2 separate regions of the Sus scrofa genome follow, and region 1 is linked to region 2. A link is a contact called in public HiChIP or PLAC-seq data. All regions are on one chromosome and are shown on one strand. The core of a region is the stretch at or near the end of the contact, and the rest is flanking DNA. Distances in the headings are between cores, read along the strand shown.

Region 1 (2,700 bases), core at 162-2,661, 60 kb before region 2:
CTTGGGCCACTCCCGCAGCATATGGAGGTTCCCAGGCTAGGGGTTGAATCGGAGCTGTAGCCACCGGCCTACGCCAGAGCCACAGCAACGCGGGGGGGGCCGCGTCTGCAACCTACACCACAGCTCACAACAATGCCAGATCGTTAACCCACTGAGCAAGGGCAGGGACCGAACCCGCAACCTCACGGTTCCTAGTCGGATTCGTTAACCACTGCGCCACGACGGGAACTCCTCCATTTTTAAAAATTAAATTCAAATGGTATGTTTAAAATGATATGTTGTTATACAAATTTAAAATATTACAAACCCACTTTCAACCTCTGTGTACACCTTTGTACCACACTCTAAATTTATGCACACATTTTATATATTTGAAGCATCACAAAACTTCAAGTTCACAAGACCTGCTTCTTTCACCAGCTCCAGAGGTGATAAATTAAAAGGAGAGCAATCTGAATACCCTTAGGACACTGAATCCGACAAAGCAAGGATGATCTCATTTTGGCTGGGTCCTCCCACACTCAGGAATGGACATGTGGGAGCTCAGGGAGTCAAGGGAGCTGCTATAAAGGAAGTAGGCACCAGGTCAGCCTGGGAGTAGAGCTGGGTGGTGGTAGGTTAACAAAGGGAAGGAGGGGCAGGAGGGAGGAGCTGATTCACTGGGACAACTTAGAGTGACTCACTCAGAAGCCAGCAGAAAATAGCCTGTTCTCCCACATCTGCCTCATTGTCAGGCAATGAAGCACTTCCTCATTGCACACCCATAACGCAGGGCAAAGGGGAGGAGGAGGAAATGGGATTTTTCAAATTCGTGGGCCTAGTCCAGCACTTAAACTCTGTTTTTAACCATTCCGGACATTTTGTTTCAAGTGAAGTCAGTATGTATTGAGCACCTACTGTGTTCCTGGCCCTTCATCTTGCCTTTCAGATTGTCAGTCTCCTGCATACGGAGAATGATGCTCTTCTGAAGTTCTCTACATCCTACTTTGTTACTTCAAAAGCACTTGGGCTGCTGTTGAGCACCTCAGTACGGTCTTTTTGTCCTTCTTATATAGAGATGATCCTCTCAAGCCTACAGTCAACAGGGGGAGGGAAGGAGCTTTTTTCTGTCTCCAATGCTGTTTTTAGCCATCCACTCTCTGGACCAGTCCTCCTTATAGGAGCAGATGTGCAGAATGTAGCATAGTTCACTGATCCTTGTTGGAAATTATTTACCATTTACTACCTCTATGGCTTTACTTGATTTCTCTGAATCTCTATTATCTCATCTGTAAAATGGACAGAGTGCTATCTATCTTACAGGTTAGGAAATATTTTTCATATGGTAGTGAAGATTAAATAAGATACCATTATGTGAAAGTAACTGGCACAGTGATGACACTAATATTGGTTTATTTTCTTCAGTCTTCCCTCTTGATCACACAGACTGACCACATCCCTCCACTAGACTGTAAACTGCTTGAGGACAGGGCTGCATCTGGCTTGAAGCAGTCTGCCTGGGTGAGTACCTGACCCCTAATACTGTTTTGCTTAATAAGAACTGTGAAGATTAGAATAATATTATTAAAATTTACACTATTTATGCATCATATTGTAAGTATTTATTACATTATACCTAAAAATAACAGGTCATTGAATCAATCTGTGAAGTGGAAAATGAATCCAGAAACCTTGACCTCAGGAAGGGATGCATCCTCTCCCCTCTCTGGATTATTTGGTCCTGGTAGGGCTTGCTGCCACCAGCAAGATCTGCATTTCTGTGTTCGCAAGGGACAGACATTCCTTGCATCCTCTACTGTTCTTTGTCCCAACGCCACTGCAAAAGCCCTAGCCCGGGGTGTACTGGGGCCAGGGACACAAGAAAACCTAGACAACCAGATTTTATTCGTTCCACCCCCACCTGGAAGGCAGGTCGGGCCGGGTTTGTGCTCTTCCGGAGCCACCCGTGTCCCGGCTCCCCGCCCGGAGGGGTCCAGAGCTACTATTCTCTTCTAAAAGTAATGTGAAAAGAGAAGTGGGGGGGATGGTCCTCCGGGTTTTGCATCTTTGCGTCCTTGCTTCTAGCAGAAGCTCATCCAAGGAAAAAAAGAGCAGGCAAGCCATGTTACCAGGTTTTCAACAATTATTTCTAAAATAGACACTAAAGCACACTTCACTTATTAACATTTTGGATGAAATGAAACATTAATATGCCCGATCAATCAGGGCACCGGAAACCGGCCTTTCCTAAGCTTCCCGTACCACGACGGTAAACACTAGCCACAGTCCTGTTCAGGAGCCGCATCGAAGGAGGAAAGTTGCAGAAGCCCGGCGGGGAGAGGCGCGAGCCCACCCGGGAGCCCCGGCCGGAGAACGGCGCTTCCTCCCGGAAATGACGCGCACTCAATCCCAGCTTGGCTCTCCCCAAACAAAAGGGATCCAGGGGCCCCGGGAGGAGCGTAAATGACATTGGAGAAGCCCCGCCTCCAGCCGACTCGGATTGGTGCGGGGGCTGAAGAGACGAGGAGACGACTGGCCCTGCGGAATGCCAATGCCCCCGCCTGGCGGTTGAGGGGCGGGGCCTCCGGGGGCAGTGGATGCAGCGGCTGGCGGAGGCGGCCGGGAGCCGAGTCCAGAGCGCAGGGAAAAGGTAGGAGCCACTGGTGCTGGGGCTTGGCGGTGGCTGGGAGTCCGGATTCTCGAGAGAAGAGCAAGGGTAGG
Region 2 (2,700 bases), core at 34-2,533:
GGTGCTGGTTGCCTGTCCTCCTGTCTCTGAACTGGTTTGACAGTTGAGGTGAGGCTGGGGGTGGAGAGGATTGTGGGACATCTACTCCCAGACTGTGCCTCCATCTGCAGCACCAAGTCCAGGAAGCACTTACTCATAAACATGGATTGCTCCTCAAGGGTGGGGAAGAAGCCACTGAAGCCACGAGCATCTATCCCTCCCTGCTTGTCAGTCTGACCTGCCACACCTGGTGGGGGGGAGGGGGCAGCTGAATGCATGCGGAGAGCCTCCTCCTCCATCTCCGCCTAACCCTCCTCAACGCAAATCCATAGCTCTTCCAGGAGAGGTCTTCCACATTCTCAAGAGATCATCTCCCTACTCTGCAGTTCCCATCCCTGACTCCTCCGCTTCCCCAGCCCACCTAGCTCAAATCAAAGCCTTTCAGGACCGTCTGGCCTCGGGGTGTCCTCAGGGTGGTGGCCACAGCATACAGGCCCCTTCTTCAACCCTAGTATGTTTTCTTCTGAGTCTTGGTGAGTCAGCACCACAGGGCCACACACAAGGCTCCTATTCAGGGCTCATTTTCCTTCTGCTCTAACTCAGATCTTGGCATTGCTCTCTCTCTCTTCTCTATGTGAGCCTTATTCTCACCATGGGAAAGCTCTGCTCCCTGCCCTGTGCCTCCTGGGTTTCCCCCAATACCCCACCCCCACTCATGCCCACATTCCTCATCCTTACCTTCTGAGAGTTTGCAGTCCCCTCTGGATACAAACATAAAGGAAGCAGAACAAAACTAGAAATGTTAAACTACTGAATTTCTCATTTTCAATGTGTATTTGTTGTTGCTGGCTCTGTGCAGCCCCTAGGCTATATTGACCATGCACACACACACATTTGCTGTGCCTGTCACTTATTCAACATGTGTTTATTAAGCACTGAGTCTGTGTGAAGCTTCATGCTAAAGGCTGGAATTTTCACTCTGATGGGGGAACAAGCCTTGCATATGTGACATCTTGGGGCAGTGCTGGGCATGATGCAGCAGGTGCCCCAAATGGGGGAAATGGGGCCCCAAGTGCCTAAGAAGTTCAGCAGAGCAGGGAAATCGTGTGGCTCAAGAGACACTGGATTTAAGTACAGAGAGGGAGGAAGGATACTGGTTTGTGTTGAGAGTCGATGTATATGTGGGACATGGTGATGCAAAAGTAGAAGCAAGAAAAGTCGTTCAAAACAAGGACTTTGCCATTCTCTGCGTAACCTGGGGCAAATCAACCTTGCTAGCCTTCATTTCAGCATCTGCAATGAAGATAGGAGACCCTCCCTCTTACGATTTTGTGAGAATTAAATGAGATAAAACAGGCAAGTGCCTGGTACTTGGTGAGTAGTCGGCGGCGGATTATTTGCAGCCTTTGTGGAATGGAGCAGTGGGCGGGCGAAAAGAGTCTGGCCTGAGGGAAGCGCGTCTAGAAGCGAAGCTGGTGAGGCTGCCGCGGGCCGCCCCGCCCTTCGTCGGAAAACTGAATTGCTGGCGCCCCCTGGTGTTTCGGTCACTGTGATTCTCTGCACCGAGGTCCAGCGCACACCCACCTCCCCGGGGAAAGGTCGGTCAGCGGTCTGGAAGAGACCCGCTTCGCAGCAGCGGGCAGGGATGCGTCCCCTCCCCAGGTCCCCTCCCCTGATGGGTAGGCAGAGCCACAGTCCCTGCCTTAGGGATGGAAGTCCAAACTAGTAGACGGGGAGGAATAACAAACAGAAACCACCTCACAGGGTTGTTTTGAGTCTTAACTGAGCAAATCTAAGACTCCAAACTAGTCAGGGCATGAGTAAGCACCCAGCAAGTGATAGCTACTAGGAGCTATTAGGGAGCTCCTAGAACGTACCCAACAAATGGTAGGTGATCCATAACTATTTGTTACACAGGAGTCTATCAACATTTATTTATTCATTCGTCCACTTAATTATGCTCCAAAAATATCTTGCTCCTCCTATACTGTTGATGCTCCTTTAAAGAAAAAAGATTTGGAGTTCCCTGGTGACACAGTGGTTAAGGATCTGACATTGTCACTGCTGTGGTGCAGTTAAACTTCTATGTCCTGCTGTTTATCACTGGAAACTATATCTAGTCACTTGTGATGGAGCTTGATGGAGGATAATGTGATAAGAAGAATGTGTATGTGTGTGTATTACTGGGTCGCTTTGCTGTACAGTAGAAAACTGACAGAACACTGTAAACCAACTATAATGGGGAAAAAAACCATTAAAAGAAAAAAAAAAACTTCCACGTGCCTCAGGCACAGCGAACAAAACACAACAACCCTTAGTAAACCAAGTAAGTGAGCAAGAGCCAGCACTCTGGGAGGAAAACAAGGAGATGTCAGCCATTCAAACATCCATCCAATAGCTCCTACCAGGTGCCACTCACTGGAGGCAGTTAAGGGCTTTAGGGGCCGTAAGTGCTGGTAGGAGAGCCTGTAGCAAACACGGTATTATGTGAACTATAAGAAAAGCAGGAGGCTGCTCCCAAGCCTTTTGAGACCACCCACACTCTGTCTATGGAACGCGTATTTCCCAGGGCCTCTCACCTTCAGAGATGGCGCACGCTCCGCCTATGGAGGGTGTGTCTTTCAATAAACCTATTTCTTACCTAGAACTTTGCCTCCCGTCGAATTCCTCCTGCATAAAGAACCTGAGCTTCAGTAAGTCCTGACACCAGTTTCACTTCTT

The links. HiChIP or PLAC-seq counts read pairs in DNA pulled down with a chosen protein or histone mark.
Region 1: a contact with region 2 is called in an H3K27ac HiChIP or PLAC-seq map of alveolar macrophages, with 10 times the contacts expected there. The contact joins the promoter of CTTNBP2NL here to the enhancer-like site in region 2. A contact is called at or near these places in 4 of 5 promoter capture datasets (fetal liver, fetal skeletal muscle, liver and 1 more), 34 of 47 Hi-C or Micro-C datasets (adipocytes, adipose tissue, alveolar macrophages and 18 more) and 2 of 2 datasets of contacts at active chromatin or transcription factors (alveolar macrophages and skeletal muscle).

What each region holds. Positions count from the first base shown.
Region 1 is chr4:108,011,475-108,014,174 of Sscrofa11.1, reverse strand. It overlaps CTTNBP2NL (CTTNBP2 N-terminal-like protein), which reads left to right and starts at 1,411. Exons shown (of 6, transcript XM_003125850.4): 1 at 1,411-2,629.
Region 2 is chr4:107,951,229-107,953,928 of Sscrofa11.1, reverse strand. The region is part of intron 14 of ST7L (suppressor of tumorigenicity 7 protein-like); the gene reads right to left. Among named protein-coding and RNA genes, the nearest start is that of WNT2B, 29 kb to the right of the region's middle. Within about 2 kb of position 1,283, at least 34 of the 83 cell types and tissues checked have an H3K27ac peak or open chromatin away from gene starts, as enhancers often do. A contact at or near this core is called in adipose tissue, alveolar macrophages, embryonic fibroblasts and 6 more, where this site is marked.